2 separate regions of the Rattus norvegicus genome follow, and region 1 is linked to region 2. Evidence: chromatin contacts called from public Hi-C data. All regions are on one chromosome and are shown on one strand. Each heading gives the region's core, a stretch centred on a gene start, on an enhancer-like site or on the middle of the called end of the contact. The rest is flanking DNA. Distances are from core to core; before and after follow the strand shown.

Region 1 (5,808 bases), core at 363-2,862, 200 kb before region 2:
TGAAAATATGATTAGAAACTTTGGCTCCCTCTTGTTATTTCTCCCCCCACCCAACCCCTCAAACCCCCCACCCCCACCCCCATCCCGATCCCAGAGCTGAGGACCGAACCCAGGGCCTTGCATTTGCTAGGCAAGCACTGTACCACTGAGCTGAATCCCCAACCCCTTTGGCTCCCTCTTTAGCTGCCAGATTATTGAAAGAATGGACCCCAAGAAATTTAGACTTTTCCCAGGAACTTCCAACTGGGTGAGGAATCGGTTAAAGCCCAGGGGCATCCAGAGGAGGAACTGGTGTCCTGGTAAGAGATTTACAGTTTGTCAGTAACCTTGCAGGGGAGACTAGGAGCTAAGGCAGTGATGGCCAGGGGAATCACATTTTCCCTTGACTGCTTACCCTCTATTGAAACTTTACCCTTACTTGAGGATCCTGAAGATGGACTAGACCTGTGTGCCCAGACCCCTCTTGGGGTTAGAAGCACCCTTTTACACAAGAGCCTAAGACCATCAGAAAACAGATATTTACATTACGTTCATATCAGTAGCAAAAGTGCAATTATGAAGTAGCAACAAAAATAACGTTATGATTGGGGATCACCACAGCGTGAGGAACTGTGTTAAAGGGTTGCCACGGTAGGGAGACTGAGACTCACTGTATTAGAGCTTGGAAAGGAATCGCTGGATTTCCTTGTTCCTCTTTCCAATGTGGCCATATTGAATAAATTTCCTTGTTGTTTTTCAGTATTAACTTGGTTATTTTAGTTGTCTTATCGAGGATGAGTGGCTAAACCTGGCTTGTTGGAGCCCAGGCTGTGACTCTAAGTCCTGTATCAACTCCACATGAGTTTGTGAAGGTACATTGGCTCTCTCTCTACCCTGAGACTTTCCACCTGTAACTAACTGTCGACTCTGATAGCTTATGTAGTATTTTTGCAGGCTTGCTCCATGAAGAAAAAAAGAGCTTCCACTGTAAAGAGATTAGCTGGCTGTGTCTCAAGTGGCCTGGGCCACCCCTACCGGTGAGGAGTGAGGCTATAGTTGGAGCTGTCCATTCAGAGGGAGAAGGGGCCATCTCAGGGAGCCAGTGCAGCTGCCAGGGCCCAGGCCTGTGGGCACCGATGGGGACAAAGCTTCTCTGAACTTCCTCTCAATGGACGCCTGTTTCTAGGAATGGGGGCAGGGTGACGCTGCCCCATCCTCCCCCTGCAGGATGTCCAAGACTGGACACCAGAGCAGAGGAGGTTCCACACAAGGGAAGGTGCGGCTCTGCCCCTCCAGAGTTGGCCCATGAGCTGGTCATTAGGAGGTGGCACCAGGATCAGTGTTTCTGGGGTCTGGGATAATGATTGGTCTCAGGAGAGGGGCGGGCACAGGGTACTGCCAGGCCTCCCTGACCGCAGTGACCAGCTGTTGGCTGTGCCCTTAAGGGCTCAGACTGAAGGAGTCACCGCACTGTTGTGGACAGGGAGAGCAGGGCTGTGCCTTGGGGTGAGGGGCACAAGGCTGGTGCTGAGGCTGGTGGGCGTCACTGGTGGGCAGACTCCTGGGCGGAGCCCAGGCAGGGTTACTGCAGGCGGGGCGTTAGTCCCGCCCCCAAAAGGCGGGAGAGGAGCCAGAGCCTGGCGGAGGGCTGGGCGGTGCTGCAGCTCCCGCCGGCCGGCTTCGTCCAGCTTTGTCCTGCGGCCCCTTTTCAAGGCCGTCCTGGCCGCGCCCAGCCCCCTCCGGCCATGCCGCCCGCCGGGCCCCGCGGGGTCGCGCCACTCGCTGCCGTCGTCCTGCTGGTGCTTGGGGCTCCTCTGGGTAAGGGATGGAGAGCGACACGAGATGGGTGGGGTGGGGCGGGATCAGGGAGAGGTTAAAAGGACCAGCCGTGTCCTCAGAGGCTATCCTCCGGCTGTCCATGTGCCCCAGATGCTTACGGTTGTTCTTGGAGCAAGAAGAAATGGCGCTGAGAGGTCAGGCGGTGGGAACCTAACCCCGGCCAGGCGCGGGGTGACTTCAGGGAGAGGGGGGCTTCTAGGGCTGAGCCCCTCAGGGTGGAAACAAAAGTGAGCTTTCAGCTTCCCAAGGCAGTGGGGTTGAGGGTGTCCAGAACTGAACGGGACTGGTATCTACTGGGCAACCCCCACCCCTGCCCGCAGCACTGGCGAGTGAAGACTGCTTGTGGTATCTGGACCGGAATGGCTCCTGGCATCCGGGATTTGACTGCGAGTTTTTCACCTTCTGCTGCGGGACCTGCTACCAGCGGTACTGCTGCAGGGACCTGACCTTACTCATCACCGAGAGACAGCAGAAACACTGCCTGGCCTTCAGGTGGGCTGCGGACTCCCACTCCACCCCTCTTAAGAGGCCTCCTGCTGGCTCCAATGCCCACCTCCACATTCTTAACTGAAGGAGTCACCAGTACTCCAAGTGGTGACAGAGCCGGGTGGTTGGTGTTAGTTACCATGGGCTTGCCCGAGCTGTCTCCAGGGGCTTTCTGGATCCTGATAGGTCTTGGGAGGGAGTTTGCTGAGTTAACACTCAAACAGCAAAGTGGCTTGGTAGGCAGTCGGTGAGAGGACAGGAAGACTTGGGGTTTGTTTCCAGGCTGGCTTCTTACTAGCACTGTGATCCACTGTGACACTTGCCCTCTATAGATCGTTGTTACCTTTTTGAATAATATGGAAGTTGCTAACCTGGCCTGGCGGTTCACACCTGTAATCCCAGCACTCAGAAGGCTGAGGCAGGAGGATCACTAAGGAGTTCCAGACCAGTCTGGGCTACAAAGTGAGACTATCTCAAAAATAATGCTACCGCCAAAAAAAAAAAAAAAAAAAAAGAAAGAAAGAAAGAAAAAAAGAAGAAAAGAAAAGAAAAGAAGAGAAACAGAGTTGCCAAAATTAAAGGTTTTGCTGGTCCTTCCCCTATCCAGCCCAGGGCTGAGGGTAGGTTCTCAGGCAAGCGGACATGCTACTGGTAAGCTACACTCCTAGCCCCCAAATTAGTGGTTTCAAACTTTTTTAAAGGGAGCAGCAAGCATATAACATTGATATAAGAGAATTACAAGTTCTTGTGAGATTTGGTGATAATGGCCCTACATTATTTCAAAGGCTCCATTGAGGCCAACATGTTGTAAACCTAACCAATTAAATGGTAGATGTAAAAGCAGGAGTAGGTGGGCACACTACAAATCCCAGCATGCCTCATACTAACTAGCCAGACAGCATAGCCTCCTGGGAAGTAGAGATCTCTTAGATCTACTAAACCGGGTGGGCAGAGTTAATCCCACAGGGAACCCCAAGTCTTAGCATGCTGTGGCTCCCTGCTGGCCAAGAGTTGGAGCCGGCACAGTGAGGAGTCCCTCTGTGAGTGTCAGAAGGTGAGAGGACCTGTTTTTTTGTCTAAAGTCCCAAGACCATAGCAGGCATCGCCTCTGCTGTAATCCTCTTTGTTGCCGTGGTTGCCACCACCATCTGCTGCTTCCTCTGTTCCTGTTGTTACCTATACCGAAGGCGCCAGCAGCTCCAGAGCACATTTGAAGGTATGCACAGAGTCAGGCAAGATGAGTCTGAAATGGGCTGGGATTGATTCCTGCACTGGGCACCAAAGGGGTCAAGGATTGGTGAATTCTGCAGTGGTGAGTTTCCGTATGCCCGGACACCGCCACCCAGAAATGCATGCAGGTGAACCCTTGAGCATTAGACTGCGTCTGTCCAGGAATGTATGGGAGCAGGCTACTGTGCCCTCGTGTGTGCGTGCACATGCACATAGTTACTGTGCCCTCGTGTGTGCGTGCACATGCACATACAGTCATGTGCGGGAATGCATCGGTTGGTGGCAAGTAAGCTGTAGGCATAAGCCTGCCTGTGGCCGAGTATATGAGGTGGGGTCCACAGTGGTGGACAGTAATTGGGTGTGTCTCAGTACCTCCGGATGTATATTTGAGTGTTGTGTGTAACTGCCCAAGCCTGATAAACATGGGGTGATGGTACCATATGGGAGATCAGTGTGAGGGGAGGACTGGGAGAGGACCCCCTTAGCGGCAGCTGTGTTGGATGACAAGATACCAGCATCTGGAGCTGCCCATTTTCTACCCAAGTGGCGCTTCCCCAGGCTAGACCGCCTCCAGAGGGCTCTCAAAGCTGCTTGGGGGAACAAACTTGGTCAACACAGACGGACCTGCTTAGCTTCATACATAGCTCCCTGCTCAACTCGGGGCAAACAGGCTTTGGAGGCAAAGGCCACAAGTGGCCACCCAGTAGCCTGCCAGGCAGTCGCCAGAGTACTTATCTTGGTTCCCTGGATGGGAGAAGGTTTGCATAGCAGCCGGGTATTTATTTATTTATTTATTTTTTCGTGTCAAGCCAGAAGAGGAAGGGCCTCCTGTAACTTTATTCACCAAATATATACCCCAAGTACACCAGGTAGAAAATATCTGGGAAGCACAGTGGGAAACCCTGGCTCGTTCGGTACCAAAAGCCAGCCGGGTATTTAAATGCTGACCCCTGTCCCTCTTCTAGGCCAAGAGATTCCGATGACAGGCATCCCAATGCAGCCAGTATACCAGTACCCCCCGGACCCCAAAGCTGGACCTGGACCCCCACAGCCTGGTTTCATGTACCCACCTAGTGGTCCTGCTCCTCAGTATCCTCTCTATCCAGCTGGGCCCCCAATCTACAACCCTGCAGGTAAATGCACAGCCTGGAATCCTCGCTCCTTCTCGTCCCCACTCCTTGCTCCACAACCTCCCTTACCTCTTTCCCTGGTAGAGTGCCTTTCCCAGGCTCCTTCCGTGTCTCCTTGGAAACTTCTAGGCATTTTCCCGTGGAATCTGCACACCATGAAGGGGATTGGGGGGAGTACTTCCTGTCTTCCTGTGTCCCACTGACCCTCATCCTGTCTCCTTGGTTTTCAGCTCCTCCACCCTATATGCCACCACAGCCCTCTTACCCAGGAGCCTGAAGAAACAGCTGTGGCTCTGCTGTCCCTTCCATGACGCCGTTTTGTTGGGAGAGTCCCCATCCTGTACCTGCATCTAGCCCTGAGGGTGGGCATGGGTCTTCTGGTCACCAGGCCCCAGGTCAAGCCAAGCCTTGGGCCCTGCTGAGGACAGAGCCCAGAGAAGTGGAACGTGAGCTGAGCTGGAACCAGGCCGTGGATGAGGGGTGGGTAGGGAGGGCTTGGGATTCATGAGCTATTTTCACTGGGAGTAAGATGAGAGCCTGGGTCACAGTCTCTGTTTTCAAGTAGTCCCTCCTCCCAGGATCCCAATCAGAAAGGTGGGGCCCCTCCTATTTGCCCAGTTTGGGCAGAGGTGGAGACCGGTGGGGGGGGTGGGCTCTATCAACAGCTGGCCACAGCCCTTCCCTCTGGCTGCCCGACTGGCCAGAGCTCAGGCCTCCTGGATTAAAGCTGTAACGATATCACTCGTCAGTGGAATCATTGGCCCCTTCTCCTATCCCTGCCTTCTGCTGAACCCAGACTGCTGCCCGCCGCTCCACATTCCACGGCAGGGGAGGGCAGCGCCAGTGGGAGAAGAGCCCTGCCATCAGCCCCATCCCGGGGAAAACCCCTGAGGATCCCTGAACTGTTTTCCAATGCTGTCGGGGCAGATTTGTGGCAGCCAAAAAGAGGGTGCTCATGTGCTTCTCAGGGCCAGGCCTCTGAGACATCCAAGGCATTACCAGCTATATAAAGGCACCTCTCTATTCGAATGTGGGTCTCTTCACTGCCTGACCTTGAACATGCCTCTGAACATCTTCATGTATTGAATGGGGATAACAGTTGTCAGGAGGATACACACTGGCATTGAAACTATAAATCCGTCCT
Region 2 (6,351 bases), core at 39-2,538:
CTATCAGGCCATGAGGTGCAATTAATGATTTGCTTATCTATGATTTGCTTATCTATCTCCTTTCTTTCCACTGTACTTTCATAACTTTAGTTTCATTTTAATTTTTGTTTTTGTTTTCCTGTAGTTCCAGGGCTGGGGAGGAAACCCAGGGTCTCAAACATGCTAGGCAAGCGCCCACTAAGACATGGCCCCCATTGTAGAGTGTGGTGCTTTGAATTTTTGTTTGTTGCTGCTCTCCTTTGGGAGTGTGTGTGGCTAGGAGGCAAGGAATGGGTCTACTGAGACCAGGATTGAGTTAAAAGGCTATGGAGTCAGCTCCATTGTTTGAACTTGGCTCTACCTTGTGTCAACTACATAGTTATTAAGACTACCACAGGGGATTGGGGATTTAGCTCAGTGGTAGAGTGCTTGCCTAGCAAGCGCAAGGCCCTGGGTTCGGTCCCCAGCTCCGAAAAGAAGAAGAAGGAGAAGGAGAAGGAGAAGGAGAAGAAGAAGAAGAAAGACTACCACAGATCTTACATTTTTAACTTGAGAAATAGATCCCCACCAAACGTATTAAGAACCATCAAGAACCCAGCTGACGGACGTTGGTGGCACACACCTTTATTTCCAGCACTCAGGAGGCAGAGGCAGGCGGACCTCTGAGTAACAGGCCAGCCTGGTTTATAGAGTGAGTTTCAGGACAGCCAGGGCTACACAGAGAGACCCTGTCTTTAAAAACAAACAAACAAACAAACAAAAACAAACCCCAGCTGAATGGTACACCTAGACACGTATTTAATAGTTCTGGCAATTCTTATAATTCGAGTTTTGACCTTGGCAATTTTTTAACAAGACAAAACAAAAACAAAAACAGGATCTTGCTATGTAGCCCAAGCTGGCCTTGAACTCTGTCCCCGTGTCTCAACCTCCCAAGGGCTGGTATTACAAGCCATATCATTCTGTTTTGACTGTAGGATCTGCCTTAGAATTGGGTAGAGCTAGGAGATCTATGCTCTAATTATAGTCTGCCTCTACATCACTTGCAAGACTCATTTCCCCGGTAGCAGTGATTGGAGCAGGTCCCTCTGAGGGCTACTCAATCTGTCCTGCTGTGGACTTAGAAGGGATGTGGTAGGGAATGCAATGTGTGTGGCCAGCACAGACAGCTCAGTGTCCAGCAGAGGGCCCTGGCCAGACCATGGCCAACAGGATGGGAGGAAGGGCCATATCCAAGCCAGACGCCTGACTGGAGGCGGACCCAGCTGCCAGCTGCCTCTCTTAATTCCACACAGTCCTTAGGTCCCTCGCCCTCACCTCTCTGAGGCAGCTGTGCCCTGCTTTCCTGGCCATGCGGTGGCTGTGGCCCCTGGCTGTCTCTCTTGCTGTCGTGTTGGCTGTGGGGCCGAGTGAGGTCTCTGGGGCTGCCACCTTATCTTTGGGTGGTCATAGAGCCAAGGTCCAGGAGCAGCAGAGTCGACCCCGAAGAGGTACCAAGGACGAGGGGCCCAAGGAGGTACAGCACTATGTACCTGAGGAGTGGGCTGAGTACCCCAAGCCCATCCACCCTGCTGGCCTGCAGCCCACCAAGCCTTTGGTGGCCACTAGCCCCAACCCAGACAAGGATGGGGCCACCTCAGAGAGTGGACAAGAGCTGAGGACCAACCTGACCGGGACACCAAGTCAGAGGCTGCAGATTCAGAACCCCCTGTATCCGGTGACCGAGAGCTCCTATAGTGCCTATGCCGTCATGCTCCTGGCTCTGGTGGTATTTGCTGTGGGTATCGTGGGCAATCTGTCTGTCATGTGCATTGTGTGGCACAGCTACTACTTGAAGAGTGCCTGGAACTCTATCCTTGCCAGCCTGGCTCTCTGGGATTTCCTGGTCCTCTTCTTCTGCCTACCAATTGTCATCTTCAATGAGATCACCAAGCAGAGGCTACTTGGGGATGTTTCTTGCCGAGCAGTGCCCTTCATGGAGGTGAGTATGTCTTTCTATAGCCCAATTGTAGGCTAATCCCAGGGAAAGGGCTCTAGTGTCTGCAAAGACCCGGAGAACAGATCTGTAAGTGTGTATAATCCCAGCACTCTGGGGTTCTCATTCATCTAGTTTTCTCTGTGTCATTGGGGAAGGAGACAAACCCCATCAGGGAGGGAAACAAACTCAATATTGGCTTCTGGTAGCTCTCAGGAAAGCAAGCCAAGCCAGATGAACAGGCAGGTATGCAAGACCACTGACTTGGGACCAACAACCTAGTCTGCTGTAGGAGTAGCTGCACAGAGGACACACCCTTTTCTCTAGATTCTGAGCTGTCTCTGATGTCTCCCTCTGCCAAGCCCTTTCTCTTTTATCCTCCTTTTTCTTTTATTGTGCCTCTTGCTTGCCTTGTACCCATGGCTCCTGTTTTTTTTTAACCCTTTGGTGTCCTGACATTCTAGCAGTTTTCTACTAACACCCCAGGTTGAGTCTGTGTTCATTCCCCGTGGGTGCAAACACTAGGACAGGGCCCTTTTTCCTTTCCTGTCTGAAATTATTGTCACCTTTTTTCAAGGTCATCTCCATTACTGTCCTCCTAAGGCCTCTCTGAGAGGCAAGCCCTACTTCTGGGTACTTATAAGAACAGTAGTGTCAGCTCTGTCACTGTATTTTGCTTCACACTGGACATATCTCATCTCTTCCCCCTGCTTCCTTAGCTAGCAAGCAGTGAGGGTAGACCAGATGGCCCTTCTAGCTGGTTTGCTCTATTATTCTGAAGTGTAGTTCTGAACATCCTTGGATGGGGACTTCCTTGTTAGAATAAGCACCTGGGTGAGAATGGCTGTGTAGACAACAGAGAGACAGCTTAATCAAACTACTGCAGGGGTTGGGGATTTAGCTCAGTGGTAGAGCGCTTGCCTAGGAAGCGCAAGGCCCTGGGTTCGGTCCCCAGCTCCGAAAAAAAGAAAAGAAAAAAAAAAAGATTTTTAAAAAAAATTAATAAATCTTGGCTACAAGGGGAATAATGAAAGGAATAATGGCCTTCTCATGAGCTAGACACAGGTTCAAACCCCAATTAGCTGTATTAATGATTATTTCAAGATTGGTTTCTCTCTGAGGCTTAGAAGTTGAAACAGTTTTTTTTTTTTCCTGTACTCTTAACACACGGAGGCCATCTATTCGGTGGTCCAAATGGCTTTTGCATTTTATTATTTGATGGAACATCTCATTTATGTGCCTCTTTCTAGCCTTGAACTCACTGAGTATAGACCAGGCTGGCCTCACACTCACTTTCTGGGCTCTACCTGTCTCTGCCTTCAGAGTGCTAAGATTAAAGTTATGAGCCACCAGGAATGACATTGGCCTTTATATCTTACCAGGGTGAGCTAAGTGACTAAATGTTTAGGTACATGAACTCTGTGTGTGTGTGTGTGTGTGTGTGTGTGTGTGTGTGTGTGTGTGTGTGTGTGTTGTTTTGTTTTAGATAGGGTCTCATTTCTTGCTGGCTTAGAACTTGCCATATAAACCAGGCTGGTCTCTAACTCATAGAGATCTTCCTGCCTCTGTCTCCTGAGTTTGGGAATAACTGTACCACTGTGCTGGGCCAACACATTGCTTTGGAACTGAGTAGATGATAGTAGAAACTGGGCTCTTTTCTGCTGCTGGCCAAGTGACCTCAGTAAGTTATTTAACTTGCCTAAAACTCAGTGTTCTCATCTAGGCTGATAATTATCTGAATGAGTTGGGGATGAACTTAAGGGCTTCACACATACTGAACATGCACTCTTCGAGCCCCAAAACTTTGTCATTGCTGCTGTTGTTTTGAGACAGGGTCTTTCCCTGTAACCTTGCCAGATCTGGTATTGAACTATAGCTGAAGCCCAAACTCAAGCTAATGACAGTCTTCAACCTCTGCCTCCAAAGGGTTGGGATTGTTGCTGTGTGCCACCATGTCTGGCACTATTTTTTTCTTGGGGTTGAACCCAGGGCTTTTCACATAGATAAGCATTCTGCTGAATTATACCTCTAGCCTACACCTCCCCCCACTTTTAGCCTGAGAGCTTGAACTCAAGGCCTTGTGCATGCTAGGTCAGTAGCCCACCACTACTGCGCTGTATCACCAGTTCTCTTTTTATTCATTTTGAGACAGGGTCTGACTAAGTTACTCAGAAGTAATCTAGATAGGCCTTGAATCTTTTTTTCTTAGCCACCCAATTAGTTAAAGTTTTGTAGGCCTGATAGCCATGTCCAGCAACCAGTCCCCACTTTATTATTATTATTATTATTATTATTATTATTATTATTATTATTAATTATCCTATTTTTTAGATGTATTCTTATATTTTTGGTTGTGAGCCTAGCCTTTAACAGCTGAGCCATCTCTCCAGCCCTTTAGATGTATTCTTATTTAGTTTTTTTTTTTTTTTTCTGGAGCTGGGGATCGAACCCAGGGCCTTGTGCCTGCTAGGCAAGCGCTCTACCACTGAGCTAAATCCCCAACATTTAGATGTATTCTTTTTTTTTTTTTTTTTTTTTTTTGGGTTCTTTTTTTCGGAGCTGGGGACCGAACCCAGGGCCTTGCTCTTCCTAGGTAAGCGCTCTACCACTGAGCTAAATCCCCAGCCCCTAGATGTATTCTTATGTAACCCAGTCTGGCTTCAACTTGCTATGTTGCTGAAGATGTCCTTGAACTCAGTCTCAGCTTCCCCAGTGCTGGGGTGACAGGCATAAGCATCAAACCCAGTTAGTTTATGCCCAACTCTCTCTCTCTTCTCTCTCTCTCCTCCCTCTCTCTCCTCTCTCTCTCTCTCTCTCTCTCTCTCTCTCTCTCTCTCTTCTCTCTCTCCCCCCTCTCTCTTCTCTCTCTCTCTTCTCTCTCTCCCCCCCCTCTCTCTCTCTCTCTCTCTCTCTCTCTCTCTCTCTCTCTCTCTCTCTCTCTCTCCATGGTCTCCCATTGTTCCCCTTGGCTCCAAATTCACTGTGTAATGGAGGATGGTCTTGACTTCCTAGTTCTCCTCCCCACTCCAGAGCACTAGCTTTACAGGTGTGTGTCACTCACTCCGTGGTTAGTCCTGAATCTTGAAGGATTAAAATGAGTAACATCCTGGAAGTGTTTAGAATCAATTTAGCCTGCGGTGGCTTTTACTTGGGCATGGCTTAAGGAGAAGGAGGAAGAAGGCAGGTACACAGCAGCTCTTGCGTGTGGCTATAAGCCTCTGCTGCTGCCCAGAACTCTCCTGTAGGGAAGACCCCAGGATGGCCCCTTGGTAAGATTTGGAACCGTTTCTGAGCCGTAGGAGAAAAGAGAAAGAACAGTGTTTTGCTGTTTTCCTCAGAGGCCGCTCCTCGGCAGGCCCAGGCTCCCCTGCCAAGAGAGGGGGTTGGGGTTCTTACAAAGGACACTTGGTGGCAGTGCAAATAAGCCCTGGATTGTGTTGCCCCAGCCAGAGAAAGAGGGAGGGAGGGGAGCACAACCCCCCAGAGGGAGCCAGCAGCTCAGGGGTCTTTCCTCTCACTAGCTGGTGTTTCTTGCCCTGCTGCTCTGGCTTCCTCTTGGCTCAACTGGGGTGATTTTCCTGCGTGCTGCTGGATGAACAGTGTGTGGGGATAGGGAGAGCTCAGGCTGCTCTCCAGGGGCTGCTGTCACCATATTGGACAGCCTAGGACAGAGTGGGCAGGGTGGAAGTGATAGAGAGAGCAGGCCCAGTTCCATGGCCTTAACTCAGTGGTCTCCCATGAGAAGGCGCAGAAAGTAGAAAGACCTGCAAAAATCCAAAATTTGTCCATTCTTCTATTTATTTATTTTTTTAATTCGAGACAGGGTTTCTCTGTGTAACCCTGGCTATCCTGGAACTCACTCTGTAGACCAGGCTGGCCTCGAACTCAGAGACCCACCTGTCTTTGCCTCTGGAGTGCTGGGATTAAAGACCTGTGCCACCACTGCCTTTCTTCTTTCAGTGTCCATTTGTTCTTTCCCTCTCTCCCTTCTTTCCCTTCCATCTGTTTTGAGACCGGATCTCATATATCCCAGGCTAGTCTCCAAATTTTGTTTGGCCAAGGTTGGCCTTGAACTTGTGATTCTCCTGTCTCTGCCTCTCAAGTTCTGGGGTTCCCTGTACATGCCGTCCGTCCAGACTAAACCCAGAGTTTCTATGTCTTTGTCCTGGTTCTTCCTTAGAGGTGACTTCCAGTGTCTGAGGGACATCAGGGTCTGTGGGATGTGGAAAAAGGAAGAAGAAATACCCACCCACCTAAGTTTCCCCATTCATTGCCTGTGCGGTTGTGGACAAGTCACTTTTCCTGCCTACACTTCTGTTTCTTCTGTATGACGGTGCATTGGAGTGCTAGGATCACACTGTGTGTGTGTGTTGATGTTATGCAGGGGCATAATTGAG

The links. Hi-C and Micro-C count contacts between places; a contact is called where the count stands out from the background.
Region 1: a Hi-C map of frontal cortex shows a contact between it and region 2, with 2.8 times the contacts expected there. The contact joins the promoter of Shisa4 here to the promoter of Gpr37l1 in region 2. A contact is called at or near these places in 12 of 12 Hi-C or Micro-C datasets (the A7r5 cell line, the Rat2 cell line, Schwann cells and 7 more) and 1 of 1 datasets of contacts at active chromatin or transcription factors (oligodendrocytes).

The regions. Positions count from the first base shown.
Region 1 is chr13:49,351,403-49,357,210 of GRCr8, reverse strand. It overlaps Shisa4 (shisa family member 4), which reads left to right and starts at 1,612. Exons shown (of 5, transcript NM_001077826.2): 1 at 1,612-1,797; 2 at 2,139-2,310; 3 at 3,387-3,520; 4 at 4,500-4,667; 5 at 4,895-5,693. The coding sequence starts at 1,725. The coding sequence ends at 4,941.
Region 2 is chr13:49,152,141-49,158,491 of GRCr8, reverse strand. It overlaps Gpr37l1 (G protein-coupled receptor 37-like 1), which reads left to right and starts at 1,288. Exons shown (of 2, transcript NM_145784.2): 1 at 1,288-1,960. The coding sequence starts at 1,331.